Regions from separate parts of the Ovis aries genome. Here region 1 is linked to region 2. The links are chromatin contacts, called in public Hi-C maps. All regions are on one chromosome and are shown on one strand. The core of a region is the stretch at or near the end of the contact, and the rest is flanking DNA. Distances in the headings are between cores, read along the strand shown.

Evidence for each region. Hi-C and Micro-C count contacts between places; a contact is called where the count stands out from the background.
Region 1: a contact with region 2 is called in a Hi-C map of skin fibroblasts, with 1.8 times the contacts expected there. The contact joins the enhancer-like site here to the promoter of STRN4 in region 2. A contact is called at or near these places in 5 of 16 Hi-C or Micro-C datasets (hypothalamus, liver, muscle and 2 more).

What each region holds. Positions count from the first base shown.
Region 1 is chr14:53,806,665-53,814,341 of ARS-UI_Ramb_v3.0, forward strand. The region is part of intron 3 of ARHGAP35 (Rho GTPase activating protein 35); the gene reads left to right. Among named protein-coding and RNA genes, the nearest start is that of NPAS1, 38 kb to the right of the region's middle. Within about 2 kb of position 4,002, at least 32 of the 54 cell types and tissues checked have an H3K27ac peak or open chromatin away from gene starts, as enhancers often do. A contact at or near this core is called in hypothalamus, liver and muscle, where this site is marked.
Region 2 is chr14:53,620,509-53,627,639 of ARS-UI_Ramb_v3.0, forward strand. It overlaps STRN4 (striatin 4), which reads right to left and starts at 3,929. Exons shown (of 18, transcript XM_027978522.3): 1 at 3,614-3,929. The coding sequence starts at 3,898. It overlaps FKRP (fukutin related protein), which reads left to right and starts at 3,513. Exons shown (of 3, transcript XM_042232219.1): 1 at 3,513-3,557; 2 at 4,980-5,110.

The DNA of each region.
Region 1 (7,677 bases), core at 2,752-5,251, 190 kb after region 2:
AAGGCTCTGGTGCAGCCCAGTGGAATACCTACGGTAGCAGCTATAGTATATTCAGTTCAGTTCACTTACTCAGTCATGTCCCACTCTTTGCGATCCCTTTGACTGCAGCATGCCAGGCCTCCCTGTCGATCACCAACTCCCAGAGCTTACTCAAACTCATGTCCATTGAGTCGGTGTTGTCATCCAACCATATCATCCTCTGTCTTCCCCTTCTCCCACCTTCAGTCTTTCCCTGCATCAGGGTCTTTTCAAATGAGTCAGTTGTTCGCATCAGGTGACCAAAGTATTGGAGTTTCAGCTTCAGCATCAGTCCTTCCAAAGAATATTCAGGACTGATTTCCTTTAGGATGGACTGGTTGGATCTCTTTGCAGTCCAAGGGACTCTCAAGAGTCTTTTCCAACACCACAGTTCAAAAGCATCAGTTCTTCTGCACTCAGCTTTCTCTATAGTCCAACTCTCACATCCATACATGACTACTGGAAAAACCATAGTTTTGACTGTATGGACCTTTGTTGGCAAAGTAATGTCTCTGCTTTTTAATATGCTGTCTAGGTTGGTCATAACTTTTCTTCCAAGGAGCAAGCGTCTTTTAATTTCATGGCTGCAGTCACCATCTGCAGTGATTTTGGAGCCCCCCAAAATAAAGTCTGTCACTCTTTCCACTGTTTCCCCATCTGTTTGTCATCAAGTGATGGGACCAGATGTCGTGATCTTAGTTTTCTGAATGCTGAGTTTTAAGCCAACTTTTTCACTCTCCTCTTTCAATTTTCATCAAGAGGCTTTTTAGTTCCTCTTCACTTTCTGCTGTAAGTGGTGTCATCTGCATATCTGAGGTTATTGATATTTCTCCCAGCAATCTAGATTCCAGCTTGTGCTTCATCCATCCCAGCATTTCTCATGAGGTACTCTGTATATAAGTTAAATAAGCAGGGTGACAATATATAGCCTCGACATACTCTTTTCCTGATTTGGAACCAGTCTGTTGTTCCATGTCCAGTTCTAACTGTTGCTTCTTGACCTGCATACAGATTTCTTAAGAGGCAGGTAAGGTGTTCTGGTATTCCCATCTGTTTAAGAATTTTCCACAGTTTGCTGTGATCCACACAGTCAAAGGCTTTGGCGTAGTAAATAGAGCAGAAGTAGATGCTTCTCTGGAACTCTCTTGCTTTTTTGATGATCCAGCGGATGTTGGCAATTTGATCTCTGGTTCCTCTGCCTTTTCTAAATTCAGCTTCAACATCTGGAAGTTCACAGTTCATGTACTGTTGAAGCCTGGCTTGGAGAATTTTGAGCATCACTTTGCTAGTGTGTGAGATGAGTGCAGTTGTGAGGTAGCTTGAGCATTCTTTGGCATTGCTTTTCCTTGAGATTGGAGTGAACACTGAACTTTTCCAGTCCTGTGGCCACTGCTGAGTTTTCCAAGTTTGCTGGCATATTGAGTGCGGCACTTTCACAGCATCATCTTTTAGAATTTGAAATAGCTCAGTTGGAATTTTATCACCTCCACTAGTTTATTCATAGTGATGCTTCCTAAGGCCCACTTGACTTCACATTCCAGGATGTCTGGTTTTAGGTGAGTGATCACGTTTTCAGCGTCTCACCTCCATATTATGGATTGAATATAGACAACCCTCCTGGGTGCTGGAGTTTAATAACTCCCCCGGATTTGCCCGTCTCCTCAGGGAGATGGCGTAGCATTCATCTGTCCCCGCTAGGCCCAGACACCCGTGTCAGGGAACACTTGCCTGGTGGTGCACAGTCCCTCAGAAGACACCACCTGGGCTTTGCTGGAGCTGCCTCCAAAACCCCACCAAACAGTAAGCAGAAAATGGCTGCTGAGTGCTCGAGATAAGTGCTGGACATCTGTCTTCAGCTTTGTAGCCAACTCAGAGCACCTTACAGTGCCGCCCCGACAGGACACAGCAGGACTGAAGGCCAGACTCTCACTGGAGCCGGTTTCCTACAGCTGCTGGGGAACTCCCAGGTTGCTTGATCTAATTGGGAAATGGTCTTTATTTAGCCCTGGCCTTTGGCACAGAGCCTCGCACAGAGAGGGGCCAAAGCGGCACCTGTGGGCCGCGGGGCAGGTGTGACCCTGAGCGCCTTCCTTCACTTCTCCGAGTCTCCGTTTCCGCGGCTGTGAGATGAAGATGCAGATTGCTTCCTTGAGAGTTGTGCGTGGGCATGCCACCCACCCAGCACCTCGGTGTGTTCACCAGCCTGGAAGCTCTCCAAACCCTGCTTGGGGTTTACGTAGAGGTTCCATTACATAGGCATGACTGATTCCTTATTGACCTTTGGTGACTGAGTTCAATCTCCAGCCCCTGTACCCTGCTGGAGGTGGGGCGTGGGGCTGAAAGTTCTAACTCTTATAAGCAAGGTTTGGTCTTTCTGGTGACTAGCCCCCATCCTGAAGCCATATAGGTTCCCCCCTCAAAAGTCACCTCATTATTATAAACTCAGGTTTCAGGTAACAAGGGGCTTGTTATGGATAGCAGAAGACGCAGAAGAGGAAATTCCAAGGGTTTTAGGAGCTCTGTGTCAGGAGCCGGGGACGAGGCCGAGCAGGCGCCTCCCGTGGCTCCTCGGGCTGCGCAGGCCCCTGCTGCTCTCTGCCCTGCTCTCTGCAGCCGCGGCGCAGGGCTGCTCTTTGTGCAGCGCTCGGTTGTGGAGCGCAGGCTCTAGGTGCTCGGGCTTAGTTGCTCCGCAGCGTGTGGGGCCTTCCAGGACCAGGAGTTGAGCTGCCCCCTGCACTGGCAGGCAGGTTCTTAGCCACTGTGCCGCCAGGGAAGCTGCATTTCGTTTTATGCCACACTGCCCCTGCCCTCGGCTCCCCACAGGGTTCCTGCGTTTAAGACCTTGCCAGGGGGTTTCCTCTGCCCTCTGTGGACGCTGAGGGCTGGCCTGGCCAGTGGCCTCAGGCTGGGAAGGAGCAGGAGGGGGAGCCCAGCCCCGGGCCAGCGCCTCTCACCAGGGTGGGGAGCACTCTGCTCTGTCTCCCTGGGGCACCTTACGCTCTCAGCTTTCCTCCCATGACTTAGAGGACAGTGATCATCGCACAGAAGAGAGGAAACAGAAACCCTGGAGGCCTCTGGGCAGAGGCCACCTAGAGCCGTCAGTGGAAAGGACCCATGTTCCAGCCCGTCTGTGCTCGGGCGGGCAAAGCTGTGAGCTTTACAGCATCAGACCGACAGATTCACGTTTTACCAAGTTCTTCCCACTTGGGAAACAGCTGCCCTAAAAAAGCCTCCGTATTTCCCTTCATATTTATCATAGACACTTTCTCCAGCTCTCGTGGAAGAGAATTGGCGGGTCTAGAGCTGTTAAATCTAGTTGTTTCGCTGCAGTCAGCCTGGATCTCTGTAATTCTGCCTTGCAGAAAAGGCTGCTAATATCAGCAGAGATCCTCCCATCTATCACTATAACAGTTTAATAGGTGCAGTTACAGCTTGAACACACCAACAGGCTTTATGTGAGTAATTGCCATATTTATGCTGCTTTGAATTGATGATAAAGTGCTAAAATATGAGGTATGTGGTTGCATGTGCTGTGATTTTATGGGGGTTCTGTGTTCCTCAACCCCGCCCCTGCCCCAATAACTCCAGGTTTGTTGGTTATGCTTTCTCATTATCCAGATAGTTCTAAGACGAAGCTTTCGCCATGACTGTTCCCCATGTGCCCGTGTCTCACCACCCTCCTGGTTTCTCCTTGCTTAAAGTTAAACACAAGTCATTTGCATTCCAAAAATGCCTCCTCGCCATAAAGGCAGGCAGTCAGCTCCACTTTGGGCTCTTCCAGATAAGCAGAGTTCACGTGGCTGTGACTCGGCAGTGCTCGCGGATTTCCTCGGGACCCAGTGCCCTGATCGGAACAGCGTGCCCTGGCAAGCTGCCTGGGGAGCCAGGCAGTCAAAGAGAAGCAAAGCCTGTTTCACAGAGTTAGTCCTGCCCTTCCATCCAAGACAGAAATGATCTGGGTGGAAGCCCAGCTCCCCGAGACAGTTCCAGCAGGCCTGCCTTGCCTGGCTGTTCCCACCGCCCTTTCCCTCCACTCAGCGGTGCACCTCGGTGGCCAGGCCCCTCTGCCCTCACCAGGAGGCGGCGGGACGAGTCGAGGCGTGTGTGCCAGCAGGCCGTGCCGAGGGCGGCCCTGGGAGCAGCACTCGCTACCTCTCTCCCCCTGCTCCCCTAGTGGTGCATGGGTGTGCGTGGCACGGGGCGTGTGCGTGGCGGGGGGCGGGGGGCTTCTGTTTAGCTTCCAGGAGGATGCGCAGCCCTGTTGTGGGGGTCTCAGCCAAAGCCATGCCACTGACCTGATCTGTAAAAGTGAGCCACCCAGATGGGGAGACCACACCTAGAACAGCCGGTGGCTTACACTGGAGAGCACAGGAATTCACTCGGTCCCCTCAGCTTCTCTAGGGAGTGGCAGAGGGGAGAACCAGTCCACAAGGGAAGGCAGGAGCTGGGCGTCCTGGTTTGTGCCGCACTTCTCCGTGCTGGCCAGGCCTCAGAGTTTCTCTTTCCTGTATTCTATGAGCAAGGAGGGCCTGGCCAGGATGCCTTGAAGCATGGGGCTGGTCGAGAGCAAACAACTTTAGTCCATTCCTCCCTCTCTTCAGCCAGAGAAACTGCGCTTTTATTATCAGGCAGGTTTCCCTCCTTCCCTCCTTCCCTCCTTTGGATAGTTACCGAATGCCTTCTCCAGGCACGAGTTACTGTGCCAAGTCCAGGAGCATAGAAGGGTAACTGAAGCACATGCCCCCTCTCTCCTCAGGGGGCCGCCATTCAGCCGCCACGCAGCTGCCGAGTGACCTTCAGGTTGAGCCCAGTGCTGTAGAGGGGAAGTGTGCGGCAGTAGCTGCGGTGGTTGGCCCTGGGCTCTGAGCCGGATGGGAGCGGGCGGGACGGTAGGGTGCAGCTCACAGGGCCACTGTGAGGGTCGCAGAGACCGCGTGAGTGAAATGCTGGGCATGGCCTGGCCCAGTGTGTGTGTTGCATAGATACAAGCAGTCTTATTCTCCTAACTGACTTAGTCTTGGGGTCAGGGCAGACCTCTGAGGGAGCAGGGTTTAGCCAGTCCAAAAAGTGGAGGCAGAAGCAAGGCAGTCTCCAAGGCAGTTGCGGGGGGGGGGTCACACTAGGAGGCCTGGAAAGGCCAGTGTGATGGGCGTTGGGTGGGGGCAGCAGAGTCAGGTGTGGTGCGGGCCCCCCAGGCCACGTGTGGACAGCTTTGTGTTGTATCCTAGACACAGAGTGCGAGGACTGTAGGCTGGCGGGATCCCGATCAGATTCTCTGCCAGTGCTACATATAGGCTTCTAACCTGTGAAGTGTCCTTTCTTAGTGAGGAAAGAGGCCAGGAAAGGAGGGCCGCTGGGCTGTGATGGGTGCCATCTTTGAACCTTTCATGACTTGGTGAGAATCAGGAACCCGAAAGAAGCTCACCTGTGCCCTCGGTAACGCTCACGAGGAATCTGCCGGGGGCCCCGCTGTGGAGGGGGAGCTGGCACTGTTGGCATGGAGGTGGAGGTGGTGGTGGGTTGTATGTACCTGTTTGTTAGCACAACTGTTTCTTTGTTGGTGGCTTGGGGTTCGGTCAGTGAGGACCCCCGCCCCACCCGCAGCCCCAGCTCCGCACTGGGGCGGCACTGCCTCGCCTCCGAGTCACGCTGCCGTCCTCCACGCCACTGGGCTCGAGTGTGCTGGGGCTCCCAGCTGCTCCTGGCTTTGAATACCAGCGGCTGCCTTGCAGAGTCCACTCTGCTCCCCTCAGTTCTAGGTCACACTCCTCTCCCCCTCCATCCTAGGCTACCCAGAACCAGCAGCATCCACTCTGGGCTGGCCTAAGGCTGACTTCGTCACGGTGGTTTTCTAAAACACATCTTTTGGGGTATGCGTCTTCTTGAAAGTCAGGGACCGAGCCCCTTGGCGGGCTCAGAGCAGGGCGCAGAAGCCCTCCCTCACAGTGACTGACAGTAAGTGCCCGGACAGCTTACAGAGGATCAGCCAGAGGCTAGAGCCATATGATGCCCCAGACCTGGTGTGATATTTTCATCTTTCCCCTCCAGGTCTCTTCTCTCCCTTCTTCCTCAGCCTCGAGATTTATGACGCGGCTGCGTGTACATACAGTGGCGCTGGAAATTAATAGCGCCGCAGTGCCCGGCTGTGGGGCTAACGCCCGGTCAGGCTGTCACAGTAGAGGGCTGGAGGCATTCTGTCAGGGGGAGAAAGGAGGGGTGGCATTGCCAGAAACAGATCTTGATTGACGAGGGAATTACCCAGGGAAGACAGCTAACAAAGAGGCACTGGAGGGGCCAGAGTGACCTTAGTGTCGAAGGAACAGAAGAGCCAGAAAAGCATTCCGGGCACATCCGAAACAGGAAGGCGGCAGGGGACCTCGCGGGGCTGCCTCACTGTGATCAGCAGTAGAACTTCAGAAGGAAGAGAGCGCCGACTCTGTCCACTGGCTGCCGTCGGTTAGAGAGAGGCAGCGTCTCTTCCCTGGCTCTCCCTGCTCCTCCGGCTGACAGATGAGAACGCTGAGGGGTGTGAGGGAGGAGATGAATGCGCCTGAGTGAACAAGGGAGGAACAGGAATGAACCCGGCATTTACAGGGTGAAGCCAACACGTGATATTTAAAGGGTAAGGGAATAGGGAGTTAACATGGAAGGGAGGAGCCCAGCATTTAAACGCACAGTCAGGCGAGAGGGAGCCAGCGCAGAGCTGACGCCCACTGCACACCCAGCTCTCTGGCCTTGGACTTGGCCTCTCTGAGCTGCTATCTGCTCTCTGTAAACTGGGGATAAAAATAATACTATTTACCTCAGAGAATTACTGGGTGGATTCACTGTGATGATTCTAGTGAAGAGCTGAAGAAAGAGCCTGGCACATAGTAAGCCCTCAGCAAAAGTTAACTGTTACTGTTTTATTATCATCATCATTATTTCAGTGTGCCAGCCATTTGTATTACTTGCTCTTCATACCTGTAATCTGAGTATGCACAACATCTCAGTTCGGTTCAGTTCAGCCGCTCAGTCGTGTCCAACTCTGCGACCCCATGAATCGCAGCACACCAGGCCTCCCTGTCCATCACCATCTCCCGGAGTTCACTCAGACTTACGTCCATCGAGTCCGTGATGCCATCCAGCCATCTGATCCTCTGTCGTCCCCTTCTCCTCCTGCCACCAATCCCTCCCAGCATCAGAGTCTTTTCCAATGAGTCAACTCTTCGCATGAGGTGGCCAAAGTACTGGAGTTTCAGCTTTAGCATCAGTCCTTCCAATGAACACCCAGGACTGGTCTCCTTTAGAATGGACTGGTTGGATCTCCTTGCAGTCCAGGGGATTCTCAAGAGTCTTCTCCAACACCACAGTTCAAAAGCATCAATTCTTCGGCGCTCAGCTGTCTTCACAGTCCAACTCTCACATCCATACATGACCACTGGAAAAACCACAGCCTTGACTAGACGGACATTTGTTGCCAAAGTAATGTCTCTGCTTTTCAATATGCTATCTAGGTTGGTCATAACTTTTCTTCCAAGAAGTAAGCGTCTTTTAATTTCATGGCTGCAGTCACCATCTGCAGTGATTTTGGAGCCCCCAAAAATAAAGTCTGACACTGTTTCCACTGTTTCCCCATCTATTTGCCATGAAGCATAGTCATTCGTAAACAGCCCCATT
Region 2 (7,131 bases), core at 2,679-5,178:
CTGGTGGAATGCCACAGAGAGGGGAAGCGCTGGGGGCCTGGCCCTCCCACCCTGCGCACACCTGAGGTCACAGCCACATGGCTGTGGCTCCCTGACCTGCCGGGCCGCGGTGGGCCAGCAGGCAAGGCTGGGATCTGGAAGTTCTCTACCCAACCAGCACCTCCACCCACTGCCACTGAGACAGGGCGGCCGCCTCTCCTCCGGCTGTTCCCTCCCCATCCAGGCGGCACAGGAGGAACCTGGCTATCTCAGTCCTCCCGCGAGCCCTTGCTGACTCTCCCCATCCCAAGCTTTCTGTCCCACCCCTCCCGGTCCCTTCAGTACCATCTGGCCCTGTGTCTCCTGCACTCCACTCCCTCCTCCCCAGGCTCTGGCAGGGTTGAGTCCCTGTGGATCCCTCCAAGCTCCTTGTGAGGCTGGCGGGGGTGGGGGGGGGGGGCGCAGGGGGCAGGGACCAGCTCCCCATCTTCTCCACCTGCAGCAGTGTACTCGCTGCCTCTGCTCATCCCTGAATGTCCAGTCAGACCCCACCCCCACCCCTCAAGGTTCCTCTTGTCCTCAAAAAAGCTCACTGCCCTTTGCAGAAGTGCCACAGCCACACCACTGAAACCTCAACTGCGTGTGAACCTCTGTAACCTCCTGCGCAAACCAGCCTTCTCCGTTAGCCTGGAAGTTTCTGAAGGGCAGAAACCTCACCACCACCTTCTCTGAATCCCCCATGATGCCAGCTTCCTGCTCCCATCTTCCAGGCGCCTCCTGGCAGGACCTCCCAAGAAGTTGTCTTTTCTGCCATTCCCCCACACTGACTGTCTGGTGCCAGGAGCAGCTGCACAAAGAAGCTATTTGGAGAAGAGGTATTCGGGGTTTATGGGGAAAATCTGACGCAGTCCCGGCCTTGAAGGTTCTCGCGGGAGAAGTCACACCTCTCTAAGTGATAAGTGCTCAAGTAAAAGTGTATAAAAAGAGGTGCTGCTGCGGGGAGTGTACATGTGGGACAACTTGGCAGAACCAATCACCAGTTTATAAACACGTCTGTTCTACCACCCCACCTGTTTATTCTGCTGTACACTCACTCAGGAGGGAATACGAGGACAGTCCCTGCGGCCACTTCCAATGGGCAAAAAGTGGAAACTACCAAAAAATCCATTAAGGGGACACAAACTAAATGAGCTGTGGTGCAGACACCGGCGGGGTGCAGTTCCCAAAAATAATAAGCGCTCTGTGTGCTCATATGAAAAAAACGCAAAGATATATAAGTAGGTGAAAATAAGTCACAAAATGATGCATGTAATAGCATGTAAAAGGCGGGAGGAGAAGGGGACAACGACAGAGGACGAGATGGCTGGATGGCATCACCGACTTGAGGGACATGAGTCTGAGTAAACTCCGGGAGCTGGTGATGGGCAGGGAAGCCTGGCGTGCTGCAGTCCATGGGGTCACAAAGAGTCAGACACGACTGAGCGACTGAACTGAACTGAATAGGATTTCATATATTACACACACAGAGCTGAATTACTTTTATAGCAATAATAGGGTTTCGGGGAGTGGCTCTTTCCCTTCTCACTCACTTGGTGTGTGTACATCTACACACACAGGCACTTCTGAGATCCTTGAAATTTACTAATGTAACAGAACGATAACAACAAAGGGGTACAAAGTAAACGACGCTGGAGCCTGGACGCATCGTTCCTCTTGCTGGTCTCAAAGGTGAGGCAGCGGCGTGGTGGGTGCTGCAGGGTACCCTCGTCTCCTATGGCCGCCTGGATGACCCTGGGAAGGTCACTGAGCTTCCCTGAAACAAGCCTGTCATCTGTCCTGGGCGTCAGACAGGTATGGGCTTGAAAGTCCACAGACCACCCCTGCCACCCACAGGCTATGATCCTTGATATACGACTGACCTTCTCAAAGTCTCCACTTCCTCTTTTATTTTTGAAAAGGAAGGGAAGGGGAATAACATCCCTCACCCTCCCAGAATGTTGCAAGGACTAAGTGATACCATGTATCTGCTGTGTCTAACACAGTGTCTCACCCATAATACAAACTCAATAAACAGCAGCTGCTATTATAATTGCTAAATAAGGGCAACGTCCTTGGCCCTGTCTTCACAATGGGGGTATTGAGAAGATCTAATAAGACGTACAGATGGGATATCATAGCAAGGGGTACTTAGGTAAGGCTTTCTCTCCCACTCTAACCCCAAGCCTCAGCCACCACACAGTGAAGATCCCTTTCAGGGTGGGAGAAGTGTGGGATGCTCTCTTTAATCATCCTAGGGAGAAAATTCTAATCTGGTTATTTACTTGGGTCCCCACCTCAACCAGATACGAAACAGCAACTGAAAAGAGGAAAGACCAGATGCTAGAAGGAGATACTGACTTTGCTAACAATGCCCCAACCCTCCAAATCCTCGCCACTGGGATACCCAGGCTCCTCAGGACACTCTGCTAATCGACCCACAGTTCTCAAGGTCACAAAACCCAGCCCAGCTCCTCAGCCTCTTCCAAACATCTCAGGACACCTTCCTCCCTGAATCTACTCCACAAACCATAGGATCTTTTCCCAGAAACTTCCACAAACACCTCCCACCCCAGGATCCTTCTGAAATGTTTCCTCTGGCTGTCTTCCTGCTCTCCAAAAAGGCTCCCCTTGCCATGCCCCAGGTTCCCCGATTCCTCTTCACTGTCTCCATCCTACCGCCCCTCTCCACAGCTGGCCAAGTTTGACCCTCCCATACTCCAGTTCGGGGGTTCTCCATCTGACATCCCACACACCTCACCTCCCATCTCACGGCGGGGGCCCCCACATCCCCAAAGAGTTTCGGCTCTCCGTTCTCTTCCAACACAGGCTCCTGGCTCACGTCCTGGCTCCATCCGTGCTTCCAACCCTGGGACCCCTCCCCTGCACGCGGAAGCCAGGCCTGCCAGGGCTCCCCAAAGTTTCCTCCTCAGAGGAGAGGACACACACCTTCACGCCCCCCACCTCGCGCCCGGAGACCTTGCTCCGCATCCTTGGAGTCCTCAACACCACCGTCATTCAGTCCCTCCAGTCCAAACGCTCCGAAACACACACGCGTCCCGGGCTCCCTGACTTCCTCTCTCGACTCACGCGGGCTCCCCGCCCCGCTCTCGCCCCCGGCTGATCGCAGTCACCCCCGACGCCCCCTCTCCCCCGCCCGGGGTCCATCGGGCTCCGCCTCCGGCGCGCACCTGGTCGGGGGCGGAATGGGGAGTCCCTCGTGCGGCACCCTGGGAGCTGCCGGCTCACTCGTACACAAGACCCCTCATCCCCTCCCAACGCTTCGCGGAGCTCTCCCGGGGCGCCTCGGGGCTCCGCGGCCCCTCTCCCAGGAACCTTTCCGCCGGCCGGCTCGCTCCCACTTCCAGCAGGCCCGGGGGCCCCGCGCCGCCTCCTCCCGGCGACCGCGCGGGCCGCCCTCCCGCCGCCGGCCGCCCCTCGGCCGGCCCCTCACTCCGGCTCCCGGCCGGTCGCCGTCCCCGCCCGCCCCCCCGGCCGTCCCGGCGGCCATTGCTCCAAGATGGCGGCGGCGGCGGCGGCGGGTGAGGCTGGGCCGGGCCGGGCGGGCGGGGGCCGGGGGTCCCGGGGCGGTGCTCACCTGCAGCTCGGCGCGCTCGGCCTCCCAGCGGGCCTTCTCCGCTTCGAAGCGCGCCCACTCGTGCTGGATAAAGTGTAGGATCCCGGGCAGGCTCAGGGGCTCCGGTCCCGCTGCGGGACCCGGGCTGCCTCCGCCGCCGCCGCCTCCCTTGGCAGCCGGGCCGGGCCCCGGGGCGGGGGCGGAGACCAGGGCCGCCCCCGTCGGGCCGGGGCCCGCGCCGGAGCCCAGCGGGCGGCAGGAGGAGGCGGCGGCGGCGACGGCGGCGGCCGCTCGCTCCTCCATCATGGAGGCCCCGGGGCCGGCCCGCGCGCCCGCTGTGCCTCGCGCGCCTGCGCGGCCGCGCCAGCCCTCGCGCGCGCGCTCGGCGGGGGCCGGGGGGGCGGGTGACGGGAACGAAGTCGGGCGCGCGCCTCGCCCACCCGGGTCGACCCCGAAGGCGCGCGCGTGGGAGGGGGCGCGGGGCGGAAAGGGGGCGCGCGCCCGGAGGAGGGCAAACGCGACCCAGGCTCCGCGCGAGGGTCGCCCATGGGAAACGCGGTACTTGGGGGGGGGGACCGCTTTCTACCCCCCTCCTCCCGTTTCATCCCAAAGAAAGACTCTAGCCCTCTCCAGACCCAAATAGCACTCTCCTCCACAATCACTGTCACTCTTTGAGGGAAAGAACGACCACCAGGGGTGGTTTCAGCAATGGCCCCATCCTGATTTCTGGCCCAGGTCGGTTGTCATGGTAACTCCTCCCAATCTGGAACACCCTTAGCCTCCTCTCCCTTCCACCTTTGTGGTTATGGAGCTCCAACTCTCTCCTGGCCCTGCACCAGGAAGAGGTTGCTAAGGTAACCCAAGTCTCTGGTGGTCCTTATGCCCCTACCCACATCGGTTACTATGGCAACCTCACCCAGCCCTCAGGGAGAAAGGACCCCAGCCCCAAGGACAGTGCTAAGGGAAGCAGCTCTTTCCCAGCCCCTCCCCCCAGCCACACAGTTGGCATTACCATGGTAACCATCTCCCCTTTCCCATCGTGGGAGGTCTGTGGACCAAACCAACCAGGTGTTTTTATTTAGAGGAGATGCTCTGCTGAGAAGTAGTTGCTATGGTTACAAGGCCTGGACCATCCCCAGAGAGGTGAGAAACAAGCAAAGCCAAGTCCTGGTTACTATGGTAATGGGGGCAGTCCCCCTTCCAGTGACCCTAAGACCCACCAAGGTAAAGGACATTTTAAGATTGTCTCTCAGGATGGAGTGGATCTAGGGAAGGGGTTGTCATGGTAATACCTTCTGTCACTTCTAGTCTTACCTTTCTGGACACATTTATGAAAGAAGAGGTGGTTATACATTGCTATGACATCCTTCCCATCTCACTTTTGTAGGTGAGATGAAATTGTGTTCTATTGTGTGAAATTGACTGATTGAGGGTCTCCTGGTTTCTCCTTCCTCAGCGATGCAGCTGAGCTGGGCTGGAACTGCTCCCCTGAAGCTCCCTTATCCTGCAACCTAAAAGGTAAGAAATCTCTCAGTGTTACCAGCAATCACGGGAAAACTGCCCTTGTCCCCAAAGGTTTCTCCACATGTCAGATGTTTTCTTTATCCATTACATTACCATTCTAGAGCTGCAGCCAGGTGAAGCCTGGCCTGAAGTGAGCATAGATCCCCTTACACTGTTTCGTGGGCAATGGTAGGACAGTCTCAGCTTAACAGTCCTCTCCTCACCTGACCACTTTTTCTCTCTCACAGCCCCCTTTTGTTTTCCTGCTCTATCTGTAAGTTGTTTGCAGGGATTTTGTCTGTCTTGCAACCTCTGGAAGGATGTGCCCAACCACTGTCTGGTTCATCCAGGGTCTCCAGAACACAGAGGACACTCAATAAATACCTGTTTGTTGAGTGACGAGTTAATTAATTAACGGGCCATATTCAGCTTTGAAAGCACCTGTTAGGTGAGGACTGGGAAAAGAGGGTTGTCTCACTGAAGATGGGCTGAATTGGACTATCTTTGTGGACCCAAAAGAGACAGCTAAGTTTATTGGCTAAAATCACAACTCTGAACCCAGCTTCCCAATCCAATCCTGGGTTTGCCACTTCCCCGCTGTGTGACCTGGAGCAAGTGACCTCACTTTTCTGTGCCTCAGTTTCCTCATCTTTTAATGTGATCAAATGTGAAGATTAAATAAGTTGATACTGGTAAAATGCTTAGAATACAGTCTGGCACATCATGAGTGGCTAGAATTTTTGATATTATTATGATCCTGTTATGATCTTTCAGAAGCCTCGTTTCATCCCCTTGGCCCCAGTGTTTTTGAGTCCTTACAGTTGGGGAAGCCAAGACTGACCTTGTCATGGAACAAGATGAGTCTTCTTTCTTCACGGTCCCATCGCCTCCTCATTTGGCTCTCACACCACTGGTCTCTGAGAAACCAGCTCCTGTCCTGTGTTCTATTGGGTGCCTCCTGGCCCAGAGTCAGCCAGACAGTGCCTAGTGAGAGTCAGGGCCAGGGGATGGAGACCTGGATTCTGCTCCCTCTGGCCTTCCTCTCTATGGGGCTCATGTTCCCCATTTGAATAAGAGGAATCAGTCATTCTTTCCACGCAAATTTATTGAGCACCTGGAGTGGGCAGGGTACTGAGCCATGTTCCAGGTATACAACATGAAACAGAATAGACAAAGCAAGACACAAGATAAGTCACATCTACATAAGAACAACTGGGAGAGGAAGAAAGACATAGGAAGTATGGGGGTGCTAGGGTGAGGCGCTGTAAGTAGGGTTGCCAAAGGAAGGGGCCAAGATCTGATGGCTGGCGGGGCAGGGTGGGGGGCATCCAGCTGCTGCCGGGCCGGGAGAGCGTCCAGTCAGAGGGAACAAGCTGCAGCTGAGTAGGAGAGGGCAGGGATCATGTGGGGCCTTGTGGGTCCCAGTGAAGATTCTGGCCCTCCATTTGAGCAAGTCTCCAGCCACAGAAGGTTTGAGAGCAGATGCAGGCAGGATCTAATTCAAGGTCGAACAGGATCCCTCTGGGCTCCGAGGGGGACCCAGACCATAGAGGACAAGGGTGAAGCAGCAGGATGGTCTCTATTTTTTTGTAAGTGAAGCCAGGCAATCCTCAATTTTTCAGTTTTACTTTTTGGCCACACGGCAGCATGTGCAATTCTCAGTTCCCTGACCAGAGATTGAACCCGCATTGGAAGCGCAGAGTCTTAACCACTGGACCACCAGGGAAGTCCCAGGATGGTCTCTTTAGAATTGGTAGACGATTCTGGAACCACCTGAGGGTCTGTTCTGTGCTTCTGTGTACCTGAGTGCTGAAACTCTCAGGTCTTTAAGACCCCGAACATTCTGTGGTTTAAAGTTTCCTCCCCTACTGTAATGTGCGTTGTCCAAGCTTAGGAGTCTTATCTGTCTCTTACGTCTCCACGGCTGGGTACCCAGTGCCTAGGACAGTGCCCTCTGTGTTGTAGAGTTCCACAAATAGATGCTGAAGGGTGAAAGGAAGGAGGGGCTCATGGAAGGTCCAGAAGGCAATTCCAAG